Regions from separate parts of the Mus musculus genome. Here region 2 is linked to region 1. Evidence: chromatin contacts called from public promoter capture Hi-C data. All regions are on one chromosome and are shown on one strand. Each heading gives the region's core, a stretch centred on a gene start, on an enhancer-like site or on the middle of the called end of the contact. The rest is flanking DNA. Distances are from core to core; before and after follow the strand shown. Region 1 holds the start of Nomo1 (nodal modulator 1). Region 2 overlaps Sergef (secretion regulating guanine nucleotide exchange factor).

What was found. Promoter capture Hi-C pulls out the DNA fragments that hold promoters and counts their contacts.
Region 2: a promoter capture Hi-C map of pre-B cells shows a contact between it and region 1, with 2.9 times the contacts expected there. The contact joins the enhancer-like site here to the promoter of Nomo1 in region 1. A contact is called at or near these places in 8 of 39 promoter capture datasets (the 3T3-L1 cell line, 3T3-L1-derived adipocytes, the C10 cell line and 5 more), 1 of 484 Hi-C or Micro-C datasets (B cells), 5 of 115 datasets of contacts at active chromatin or transcription factors (the NIH/3T3 cell line, T-cell acute lymphoblastic leukemia, astrocytes and 2 more) and 1 of 9 other capture datasets (liver).

Annotation. Positions count from the first base shown.
Region 1 is chr7:46,029,824-46,036,329 of GRCm38.p6, reverse strand. It overlaps Nomo1 (nodal modulator 1), which reads right to left and starts at 2,634. Exons shown (of 31, transcript NM_153057.4): 1 at 2,358-2,634. The coding sequence starts at 2,498. Abcc6 (ATP-binding cassette, sub-family C (CFTR/MRP), member 6) reads left to right here and starts at 6,044. Exons shown (of 31, transcript NM_018795.2): 1 at 6,044-6,102. The coding sequence starts at 6,049.
Region 2 is chr7:46,612,791-46,619,296 of GRCm38.p6, reverse strand. Sergef (secretion regulating guanine nucleotide exchange factor) reads left to right here. Exons shown (of 11, transcript NM_013789.2): 7 at 539-601; 8 at 4,521-4,679. Among named protein-coding and RNA genes, the nearest start is that of Sergef, 24 kb to the left of the region's middle. Within about 2 kb of position 3,461, at least 69 of the 459 cell types and tissues checked have an H3K27ac peak or open chromatin away from gene starts, as enhancers often do. A contact at or near this core is called in liver and pre-B cells, where this site is marked.

The DNA.
Region 1 (6,506 bases), core at 1,385-3,884:
AGACCTAAGCAAGCTTGTTTCAAAGTGTCTTCCAAGGACTGGCTGGCCCCATCCCTGTGACAGGGAGGGAAAAGAACAGCAAAATACCCCAAAAGTAAAATACCACTGAGCACAGGTGGAAGGTGGACCATTCCCAACAGATGTTACTATTCTTCCTCCTATGATATAAAAGTGCCTGGGGAAGCCACAAGTTCAGGAGTGTTATACTCAATCATGGAGAGAAAGCTCAACCAGGACTCCAGCTGATTCCTCAATTCCCCCATCAGTTTCCCCAGCTGTTGTAAGCACCTGAATTGATGGTATCACCTCCATACATTGTTACTTGTTTGTGAGAGGAAGGACACCCTGCTCTGTCCAGGGCTCCCTGTATTGCGTCCAGCGGACTTCTTCAGTCAATGGCTGTTTTGAACACTCATTTTGATGCTGCATTGTCATCTGTGTATCTGCTGGTTGCTGTTTATTATTGTACTCTGGCTTGCTACATTGTAACCATACCTTTAGCTACTTTGTGGGTTCTTTTTCTTCCAGCCTTTTCCACCCCCTTTCCTTCCACCCTTTCAGTCCCTAACACCAGATAGGAGAGAAAAACCGATAGAGGGGAAAGGGGGCGAAGTCATTGCTAGACTGCTTGCTTCCTGCTGATTAGGGGTGACCAACCAGTTCCTCAGGGCAAGTTTGATCTTTACTGTCAGGATATCTAAAACAACCAACCAACACCCCACCTCTCAGGGCCCTAGCATTTATATTCCCTCTGAAGAGTCCCCAGAATTCCAAATGTCACACACTCACAGAAACTATCTGCAGCTGGCAAAATTTGTCCTGCTAGTGCCTGAGGGAGATCATCATCAGATACTGGGGACAATCTGAGGCAGCCCCATGTCCCACACATGGGATTAAAATGACAACATATAATATTTTTTGTGATAAAAAAAAAAAACTCAAACTCTCACTATACATGTATTTAAGAAGCCCATTAATTCAAAATCAAAAGCATGGCTGCCATACTTCTCTCTGGACCATGCAGTACAAGTCTTTTGTGAAGTACAGCTCAGAAAACCCTCCGTGGAGATAACATGCATGAGATGTCTGATGTTGTAAGCAGAGATTACAAAAGGATGGGTTGCTTCAGAGAGGAGGACAAGGAGCCCTAAGGCTGGAGCACCACAGTTCACAATGGACCACAAAACCTACTCTCTGCTCTCGTAATCCCTGTTAGTGCTTAGGGGTGAGGTGACTGTCCTCTGACACCCCTGACTGTCCTCTCCTTCCTCTCAAAGCTGCAGAAAGCTCAAGCTGAAAAGCCTTCCAGGGCAGCTTCTGAGATGCCCAATGCTACAAAGCCAGTAGGTGGCACGGCCCCTGGTGACATGGAACCAGGACATACTCCTGTAATCCAGCACTGTGGGAAACAGAGGCAAGAGTGTCCAGAGTTCAAAGCCAGCCTTGGGTATATTGTAAATCTAAGGCCATACTGTGTCTCAAAAAATTGGAAAATCAATTATAAATCAACCAACGAGGTAGAGGGACTCTACAGAGAAAGCCTGGAAGATGACAGTTGATTCTCCGCGTCGGGAAATCTTACACCACCTCTAACCCCACCTAGAAGAAAGGTAGTTTGAAGAAAGGCTACGCCCACAGGAATTCAGGGTGGGAACGGCTTCTCACCTTTTCCCCCCGGCCCCACTGGGTCAGCTCAAAGGGCTCTCGGGTGCCCTTCTCTTTGGCACCTCCACATTTCTCCTCCTTGGGCACCAGTCTTTACCTCTTCCCATCTCCCTCCTTTCTCTGGCAGCACTACCAGCCCTCCTGGGAAAACCTAGCCTAGCTCTCTCTCCAATCCCCTGTGTCTACTTCTACCCCACCCCCTCTTCTCACAGGCTTTCTGGGTCAGAATCCCACCGGGTTGATAACCACTTCACATTAACTTTCGACTCAGTCAAAAATAACTCCACAAATCTCTAGTGTAATTCCAGCAACTATGCAAGGTGGCTGGCAACTTTAAAAAGGAGAGGTGGGGAAGGTAGGGCAGCTTCGCAGCCCCAGAGGTTGTTACACTGTTCCATGTCAGGACTTAGCAATGGGAATCGATCATCTTTAAATTCATCCCAGGGAGGATGGAGGAGCGGTAAGTCCGAGCCTTGGGGTCTTTAGTACGGAGAGTGACACGTGTGGTTTCCAAGTTCTGCAATATGGGTTGGGCAGATTAGAGTTTCGGAGGTCCTGGTATGGGGGAGCCGGGGTCGGGCAGACCCTCTCGGCCTTCCCGCTCCTCGGCGCGGCTGAGGAAGAGTGCAGAGCAGCCGAGAGCCTGGCCAAGGGTCATCCAGCCCACCCGGCTACGCGCGGCCGGGGCTCACCTCGATGAGCGAGTAGTTGATCTCCACGTCCGACTTCACGAAACCCCCGCAGCCTACCACGATGTCCTCGGAGCCGATCGCGCGCCCCGCGCCGCTCAGTAGCAGCAGCAGCAGCGCCGCGGCACACCGGCCCGCACGCATGGCCCGGCCTCCGCGTGCCTACCCTCCGCAACCCGCCCGGTCCCGCCCCTCACACCGCACGCAGCCGGCTCCTTCCTTCTCCTCGCTGGGCTGACAAGCCCAGGACCCGCCCCGGAGCTGCTCTGCGCAGGCGCGCCGCGGCCCTGCGCCCACGCCCCCAAGAAAGACCGACGCGACACGCGATCCGCCCGGAATGATGGCCGCTTGCGCCTCTGGCGTCCTGGAGGACTCTGCGCAGCCTCTGGAAGGAACAGCCCAGACAGGCTTCCACTTCAGAGTCATCGTCACGGCTAAGAGCTTTTTTGTTGATTAATGTATTCAACAAAGCCCAAGTCTTTTTGACTCACATATTTCACGCCAGATGTAATTTCAAAAAGCCCTTTAGAAATGTGTTATTTAGTTCTTTTTCCCACGACGCCATCTCTTACCAGTGCTTGACTGTATATTAAAATTTTGTTTTAGCCAAACAAGTCTAAGGCTTGCCTGAACCACAGGGCACATTCAAAACCAACCTGGGCAACTTTAGCCCTGCTTGGGTTACATAGAGAGTACTAGGGTAACCAGAGAGTAAGGGTGGGGGGTTGGGGGGTGTCTTGGGTTGACGGCAGTCAGTAAAGTGTCTCACAATGATAAGGATCTGAGTTTGACCCCCAGAACCATGCTAACACCAGCAACCTCAGCACTGGGGAGGTGGAGACTGGAGGACCCCCGGGGCTCACTGTCTAGTCTAAGGGGAGAACAGTAAGAAGCTCAGTCTCCGAGGATGTGGGTCACCTTCCTACCTGACAGTGATACTCCAGGCGTCCTCTGATGGATGTGCTGGGGCAGAAGGTTTATTATAGACATCTGGGAGAGCACAGCCAGAGGCGGGAACATCTGGGAGAGTCCAGAGTGAACGTGACCCTGAGCCATGAGAAGAGACAGGGAGGGGAAGGGAGAGTGGAGAGAGGGGAACCAAGTGCAGCAGCCAGGAGGCACAGAGGTGTAGCCCTGGAGAGTTCAGGGCAGGGGATGGGGGATGTCAGCCATGGTGGCCCTGTAAGAGTTAGGAGCTGAGTGTTGCTGATAGAACCTGGGGGCCAGGTCCGCTTTAATATGTTAAATAGGCACCTCAGCGGTGTGTCCCAGGTTTGACACCTCACACTGCTTCCATGATGGACGATAGAATTTGAGGTAATCTGGAATCTGTGTTCCTGGGCCATGGCTCAAAATGGCTCCAGAATAAACTATCTATTATTCCCCTTAAGATGAGAGCTCTGGTTTTGTGTTGACACACCCACACATGTGCACATAAAGAAATCTGTGCATCTGGCTTCTTTATTACCAATGATGTATTTCTGTTGACATGGTTTTCCATTACAAATGATGCTGTACTTGGCTTTGAGACTTCATCTCACTAGGTAGCCCTGGTAGGCCTCAAACTCACTTACATCCCCCTGCCTCTGCCTCCTGAGTGCTGGGGATTAAAAGCATATACCACCTACCTGGCTAAATGATGTTTTCTTCTGCAAAACATATTAACTAAGTTCATAATTATATTTAAAAAGATATTTATGGGGCTGGAGAGGCGGCTCAGCGGTTAAGAGCACTGACTGCTCTTCCGAAGGTCCTGAGTTCAAATCCCAGCAGCGACATGGTGGCTCACAGTCATCTGTAATGAGATCTGATGCCCTGTTCTGGATGTCTGAAAACAGCTACAGTGTACTTACATATAATAAATAAATGAATCTTTTTTTAAAAAAGATATTTACGTTTTATTTTGATCCCAACTCTAACTTGTATAGAAACACTTTGAGGTTTTTTTTCTCTCTTAAGCCTGAAATTCATCCAGTTTAATTGCCTTTGAATTCATTCTCTCAAATGAATTCATACACTTGAATAAATAATTTTTTATGCCAGGAAATAAAGCTGCTGCAGGTTAGAGCAATCAGTGCCAGGGGCGGGGGGGGGGGGGGAGGGGGGAGTGACACTCACAGGAAGAAGGGCCATGGCTTCTCTGTCCTCACCACCACCTCCACCTCCCACCAAAACGGACCCAAATAAACAGAGAGGATGTGAAGTTTCACTGACAGCAGGCTTGCCGCACACAGCTTGCAGACGCAGTTGCGAGTTCTTCGAGAGCCCTCTCCTGCTGAAAGCTCAGAAGAAGCCGGCTGAAAGAACACTGTGCATCATACTGCGGGCACAGGCAACCCCAAAAGGTGGGGCAAGCCAAGCTGGAGAACCCATCCCGCCTGGGCCCTGCCAAAGAGAGGCTGTGGGAAAAGGTGGGGGCAAGACCAGAGAAGTGGCAGGGTTTGGACAGGGCAGAGGTCTGCATTCCTCCCTCACTGGAGCAGAGCACCTGGGTTGGTCTGTCTGGGGCAGTTTTTCTTCCCTACCTTGGAAGGAGTACAAACTCGTTACACAAAGAGAAAAGTGGAAAGGAAATGGGGTTCCCTGTGACCTCAACTTTACTACATCTCCAACTGTGTATCTGTGCAAACAGGATAAGACAACACAGAGTCACTTGTCTATTTGCCTATCTGTCTTGTCTTATCTGTCTGTCTGTCTGTATTGCATTGCTGGGACACAACCCATGGTCCCCTTAGCCACACCCCTTGCTTTAAGAAAAGAAAATGAGCCCTGACTTAGGAACACTTCTCCTTCTCATACCCTGCTGGTGCTGGGATCTATTTCAGAGTGTTTGGAGGCCACATTTCCATATTAGTGGGTTTTGCCGTAGCATTTTAAGGTGCTGCTGCTGCTGCTGCTGCTGCTGCTGTAATATCAGTACTAATAACTAACTTACCGAGCCATGCTGTGTGACTTGCACTGCTTAAGCCATTTCAAGGGTTGTTTTATTTTCATCATTTGTATGTATGCACAGGAGTGTGGAGGCCCGGGAGAAGGTGTTGGGTCCCCTGGAGCTGTCATTGCAGATGCTTGTGAGCAGCTGGAAGAGAGTCGTGGGAACCCAACCCCAGTCCTTTGCAGAAGCAGTGGGAGTTTAGAGTGCCTGAGCCACCTCTCCAGCTCATACTAAGGTCTTTATTAAGATTGTTCTTAATAAGGCACACAGGCGGCTGGGCCAGCAGGGGCTTGGGTTGTAGGCTAGCCTGGTCTGCATAGTGAGACCCTATCTCAAAAACTAATAAATAGAAGGACAAATACACACGTAAATAAATATTTTTCAAAGTAAGGCACTTCTCATTCTTCGCAGCGCCTGCATTTAGACAACATCTGTCCCGAGTTGCTGGTCCTGTAAATTACTAAGTCTCTTGGCTCTTTCCGCAGGATACCTTCCTGCATTGCTAAGTCCAAAGTATGCAGCAAGTTTGGGAGGGACTTCTCACGGAGAGGAAGCATGGAGGTGGCCGGCCCGGCACTTTTCAGGGGTTCCAGAATCACCTCCCCGGGCACCAGCTCCACCTCTGTATGCAGCTGGACCTTGCCCTGGGGCCTCCGCTATCCAGCTCCAATCCCTGTCAAACCTGCCTGGTCCCGCCTCCTCCTCCTCGGCTTGGAGCTGAGTTCTGAAGGCTGCTCTGGGACAAACAGACTCAGACTGATGAACAGAGGGCGCTCCATGGCCACGCCTGGAGAGCAGTGCGCCGGCCTGAGGGTGAGTCCAGCCTGCCCCACTCCTTTCTCTGCTCCAAGGATAACTCAAGCTGCTGGGGAAAGCCGCACTGGACTTCAAGTTCTTAACCGCGGGAAGCTGTAAGACAAACAGTGCAGCTACAGATCATGACACTTTCACCAAATCCCTGCTCTTGTAGAGCCCCTGCCAGCCACTGGGGACTTTGTTATTTGCATAGTGCTAGTGGGCCGCTCCCCAAACCTTCCCACTTTTGCATTTCTTCTGTCCCTATCTTACACTAGTCTATGGCCTGAAATCCAGCAGATCAGGGCCAGATTAGCAGTAAGAGATGGTGTTCACAGAGAGCTGGTTCTGTGCTTTAGCACCGTACTGTGAGCCCAACTGTTTAGGTAGCTTCAGGCAGCACATAAGGGGAGATTCTATTA
Region 2 (6,506 bases), core at 2,212-4,711, 580 kb before region 1:
ACAGGATGGACTGGGATTCTGCTGTGTTGCTGAAGGCCGTATAGTTCAGGGAGGTAAAGGGCTGGACTTGGAGCTCAGAAGCAGGATCACAGAATGCGCTGTGTTCTGAGGCTTTCTGGTTTGTGGTTAAGCCCTGTACAAGATCGGATCGGAAGGTTGGAGCCCTTTTGCCTTCAGCCTTCCTCAGCGGGCAGAGCTCGGAAACCTGTGCACACATTTCACAGGCACCTTCTCAGGTCTATGCGTGTGCTTCTCTCAGCAACGTGACTTTACACTGATCTGTGCAGTTGCGTTCTATCATTGCGCAGTATTCTGGTTTTCCCGCTCTTCCTATCAGTGATAGTGAGGACTGTGCACTTTAACCCCATGACATCACTGTCTCCGTCCCGCCAAGCCGTCTGCCAGTACTGCTGCTCACGCCTGCCTGCACTGGGTGGGGTTCTCCCCATGCTCAGGTAAAGCGCGGCCCTGGAACCCACTCTGCACGCAGCATGTTTTGGCATAAATATAGCTCAAAGCAAACACATTTCTTTTCCAGGCCTGGAGAATTCTACAGCAGTGTGTGCTGTTGCAGGATCTGACCACTCGGCCTCATTAACAGGTGGGTACCAGCCGAATGTGCCATTCAGATGTCTGCAGGCTGTGGCCTGGAATGAGGCTGAGTCAGAGTTTTGCGGGGGAGGGTATAGATTTTGGAGTGGGAGTTTGGTACCGCTCTAGGTATAATTTTAGGCACAGTTGCTTTCGCTTTTGAGACCGTCTCTTCATCTGGAACATACTTTCTGGGTAGCTGTAAGAACTTAGTTGGATGGTACGTATAAAGTACTCACATCAAGCGTCAGCTCAGTGCTCAGCCTCTGCGTTCTCTCAATTATACAGGGTGGAAAAGATTATCTTCCTCTTGGGGGAGCTGTGATGGGAAGATCAAGAGCTCAACAGTTAATTTATATATAGCCACGTACTGCTCAGCGATGGGGGCGTCACTGCCTGAGCGTCGGGGGGTGGGGGGGGGGATCCAGGCTGTTGCGCACCCAGGCTGTGTGATAGCGAACCATTGTGTGGCTCATTGCTGATGAAGTGTTAGCGAGGAGAGTTATGGCCATACAGCATACTGCGCTTTCGTTTGCTTTTGAGATGGTCTCACTTCCGTGTAGCCCAGGCTGGGTTGGAATTCACTATGTAACCCAGGATGGCCTCAACCGTACTGAACTCCTGCCTGAGCCTCCTGAGAGCATGGGTTGCAGGTGCGAATGACCTGGCTAAGGATGTACATTCCTTTCTAAGCCATTTCACTGTCTAATGCAATTTCTCACACTCTCCACCTTCCTGTACAGTAGTTTAAGTTTATTGACTTGTGCTAATCTGCTGCTGCCCACTTCACGTATTTATCGTCCTGTTTTCTTTCCGTGTGTTTGCCTACTCTTTTTACCTTTATTTCTGTTTTACTTCACCTTCATCCTTGTAGCTTTCCATATGACCAGTTTTTTGCACGTATCTGTATGTAACTTTATATATATTCTCTCTTTTTTCCTGTTTCATTTCTTTGGGCTTTTTCCCCCCAACACTAAACATCCATCTTTCTTTTTCTTTTTCCCTCTCTTCTCCCTTTCCTTTCTTCTTCCCTTGCCTCCTCTTTTCCTCCCTCCTTCTTTCTCTTCCTCCTCCCCTCTCTCTATTCCTTCCTTCCTTTTTTAGACATAGTCTTGTGTAACCCAGGCTGGCCTCAAACTCAGTAAGTAGATGAGGCTGGCCTCAGAACTCCGGATTCTTTTGCTTCCATCTCCCAAGTTCTAGGATTACAGGCATCCTCCGGCACGCTCAGCCTTCACACTGCAGTTTCCTGACTCTGTCTATCCATCAGTGCCAAGCCTGTGTATCTAGGTAGCCCAGTGGCCTCTCCTCAGGATGCCGTGTATCACTTTCTCACGAGGGAAGGTATTTCGCACCTGCACCTGTCTTGTACCTGGCACCTGGTCCCACATCTCTTCTAGAGACAATGTGATTGCAGGGTGCAAGCACCTTGCTCCGCCCAGTGATGAAAGAGACATCCCTGGAGGAGTGAGCCGAGATTAAGCTTCATTCTTTTTCTGTCCTAATTAATTTGAGATGGCTGGTAGTATGCAAACTTAGAAATTATCAAATTACCTGCTAATGTCGATTAAAAAATGAACAAAAACATGTGGTTACTAAATTATTTCCTACATGGCCACTTTATGGTGCCATGTTTAATACATAGACTGGATTTTTTTTTTTTTGGTGGAGCTATAATTTATATATGATATTCACCACTTTAAAGTGTCCATTTAATCATTTTTAGTATAGCCACAAAGTGAATTGGTTTTTGATATTTCGAAAGTGAGTTAAAAATTGTGAAGATTAATGGCCCTCCTTTCTCATCTCACTCAGGCTGTTAGCACATCGGATTGGGCTCGGTGTTCTTTAGACCTCTTCCCTGGAGTCCTTGTAGATTATGTAACCATTTGGCATTGCAGCAGAATTTAATTTTACCTGCTGATGCAACAGTGTAACTATCCCCATGGCAAGGCAGTCTGTCTTTCAAAAAGATGGCTTGGATATTCTGAGCCACAGAGGCTCCACACCCATGGCACCTCTGGGGCTCTCCAGCATCTACTGGGTTGACATTGTATGGGGTGAGGGGTGCTGTCTTTGCCCTCCTCTAAGGGATGGAGGCTGGAGGCACATCGTGGATCTGTAGGATGTCAGTGGCGGAAGCTTCACTTACACACCTTCACCTTAGAGGTGAAGAAATGGGGCATGGCGTGCTGTGCTCAGTGTGCCACAGCGAGTGGGTGGCAGAGGGAACTTGGAGATCCCTGAGCTATGACTGTCATCATCCTGTTTGGCCTTTGATGAGTTTTAGGGAATATGAGACCACTGTAGGGCAAGCAGTACTGTGAACTTTATCAGGAACTCGGCAAACGAAACAGGCCTGGCTCCTTCCTCGTCCCTTCACTGGCTGTGTGTGAGTCCTTGTTAGCCAGGTGATCTTGAAAAGCCATTTAACATGTCCCAGCCTTGATTAATTTATCTTTTGGGACCGTGCTGTATAATAGGATGTGAGCTGTCTCACAAAAGCTAAAATGAAATAGGTAAAATTAATCTTATTGAATGTCCAAAATCTTACTTACTATAATAGGAACATTATTAGGTATGTTTTCTGCGTGCCGTCTCTGTGCAGTCCATTGAGTACTTTCACGTGGGCCATTCACACTTCAGGTGTGACTAGTGTTTAGCCCCACTGCAGGCCTAGGGAAGCTCACAGAGGAACTGCAGACTGGTATCTCACTGGCTGACTTACAGCTTTGGCTTTCATTTTGTTTGACCTTTGTCTAAAATTTCTCTTTGAAGTTTACTTTTTAGACAGGCATGTGCTCTCTGGTTGCCACGGTCACCCACCAGTTGCTCCAGTAGGCAGTGACGTCAGTTAGGCCAGCAGCCCTCCCTTCCCAGATTCAGCTGGTGAAACCAAGACTCGGAGAGGAAGTGATTTGCCCAAGGTCAATAGCTAGTTAGCAGGTCCAGGAATAGCAGCCAGAGTCACTTGACTCTGCATTTGCTTCCTGCTCCTGTTACATCACCCTGCCAGGCACTTCTGCCTCCATCCTGAGATTGCTGTGAGGCTCAGATGAGCTCAGGGGCCGCACAGATGGGCAGTGGTAGCTCATTCTATTCTATGGCCAGTGAGCACAGTGAAATAATCTCATTTAAAAAGGTTTAAGCTAAAATACCATACAGGTTTTTTTTTTTTTTGGCAGTGTCTCCTGTAGTCCAGGTTGGCCTTGAAGTTACTGTGTAGCCAAGGATGACCTTGAACCTTGAAGTTACTGTGTAGCCAAGGATGACCTTGAACCTTGAAGTTACTGTGTAGCCAAGGATGACCGTGAACTCCTAATCCTTCTGCTGCTACTTCCAGAGTTCTGAGATTATAAGCAAGCACCAGCACACCCAGTTTGTGCAGTGCTGGGGGATTGTGTGTGCTAAGCAAACACTCTGCCAACTGAGCCACATCTCCAGCCCCCAAATAGTGTGTCTTCTAACCTGTTATCTTAAGTTTAAGTGGTTTACTGTGCAAGCATGAGGACTTCAATTTGAGTCTCAGCATTCACATAGAACGCATTGTGTAGAGTGGAGACTTGCGGGTTCCTGCGGCTTCCTGGCCTAGCTCCAGCTTCGGTGGAGACCATGTCTCGGAGGAATAAAATAAAAGTAACAGAGAAGGACACACGATGTTCTCTGTTCACCGGTACCCACAACTCCCCCAGCCCCAGGCATGAATATGTGCATGCATGCACATGTTATATACGCCAGGCCTTGCTTAGGTACAGAATTTTGTAAGTTTTACATTAGATCGTCCTACATAAATTTTGTATTGTGCATGGCCCTACTAAGTGCTGTGGTATCAGTAGGAAACGATCCCTTTTAGCTGTTTCTTTTTCAGCGTTGTCTCCTACCCTCCTGGGTCATGTTCCTGACTTCCCTCCCATGCACCTCTCTTTCAGATACAGGAGAGCTGTACGTCTGGGGCCGTAACAAGCATGGGCAGCTGGCCTCCCGCGCTGTGTTCCTTCCTCTGCCCCAGAGAATAGAAGCACATTACTTTCAGGATGAAAAGGTCACTGCTGTCTGGAGTGGCTGGACACACCTGGTTGCTAAGACAGGTGAGGGTGCAACGGAGAGTTTGGGGTTGGTGAGAGTAGCAGTCCACTCACTAGGACTTGGGGTTGAGGACTCGGGGCGGGGTGGGAGGACTTTAAGCACTGGGAAGTGGAGGACCTGGCACCCCTTGTGCCATCGGATTCCAGCTTTGCACTTGGAAATGCACGGCTGCATTGGTGACCTCATTCCGCCCAGGAGTCCTTGAGGTTTCGAGAGGGCGTCCGTGACCATCAACGTGACTGGGAGATTGGTCCGGGGTACCACTGAGCCTTTGCCTGGTCATGGCTAAGGAGATGCCTTTATTTTTTATTTCCCCCCGATCTGAGTTAAAACCACCTCAGAAAGGATTGGTAAATATTTCAAAGTGAGTCATAGCTGGCATGACATTCTGAGTTAAGCTTGAATTTGACTCTCCTGCACTGTATACAGTGATTGAGCCCTCCTGTTCCTTAGGGAACCACATGCCTGGATGGCCTGGGAATCTTTATCTTTTCATTGGCTTTTGTCTCTCCCTTAGATCAAGCCTTTCTTGGCCATCATATTCCTTCTTGGATTTTGGCTTTTCGTGGCCTCTCTCACCCCTGGCAGTCCAGGAGTGGCTGCCGGTCTGCAGTTTCTCAGACACTTTGATGTCACAGCAAGGCCATCTGAAACTCAGGAGTTCCCTGGCCTTGCTGGCTCCATCGCAGGCTCCCAAACACCTGTTGACTGCTTTTCCCGAAGTTTCTGGCTCTCAAAGGTTTTTGCCTTAGCGTCCGCTGTCTTCAGTAGGTCACACATGCTGTGTGCGTTTGAACACACAGATCCGTGAGCATTTGTGTGTGTGATGCTTTTAATTGATCCTTCCAAAGTGTGATGAATGGTAGCCTGGCTAAGGGGGACACATAGTAACCTTGATGTTGCCAGGTTGGAGGACGCTCTCAGGAAAGTGTGTTGTCCATTAGTAGGGAAGTTGTTTCTTCCCATAAAGAGCTTCAGATTGCATGAGCATAGTGATAGAAAACTTCATCTGTCCGTCTGTCCACCCATAGATCGATCCATCCGTTTGCCCATCATCCATCCACCCAGAAGTGGCAAGGTCTGTTTATGTGCCCCTGACGAGAGGCGGACACATATCAGAGCCCAGTCCCATTCCCGTATGAGACATGCAAGCACAGAGCCAAGTCCGGAGTGAAAAGCAGCGAGGCAGTGAGCCCTGGCAGCAGGCTGAGTAATTAGGTGTGAACAAGTGGGCGGCTATGGGTAGTCTTCACATAGTGCAGTCAGCCAAACACTCCTGCTCCCACGCAGGGGAGAGTCTGGGTAATCTCTGTACCTGGGTAAGTGGCTAACTAGGAAAGACAGAGTGGTTCTTCTTTGAAATGCTGTCTCGGAAGTGGACCTCGTGTGGGGCCAGCCAGCGGCCCAGCCCTGGGGTGGGAGGTTGGCAGCTGCATTCTTGATGGCGCTGACTCAGTCCAGCTGCTTGGGAGCTCAGCCTCAGGGTTCCACGCCCACTTGAGAGCATGGCTGTTTGTTTGTTTATTTATTTGTTTATTTATTCATTTATTCATTTATTTATTTATTTATTGGTTCAGCTGTTTAATTAAATTGCTAATTCAGCTTGCTTGTATCTGTACCTTACTCTGTTCCCTTTTTCTCCCAGGTCAAGAATGGCTAAAAGCTGGGTGTTTGAATATCTGGGTGTTACACTGAATTGGGGGTGAATGGGAGCATCCTGATTCACCACTCTCTGCTCCTTGCAGCAGCCCTGGCAGCCCTGGCCCTGGCCCGATGTCATTGAGGAGAAGCACTCAGGGTCTCCGTTTACCCAGACTCAGCTGCTCACA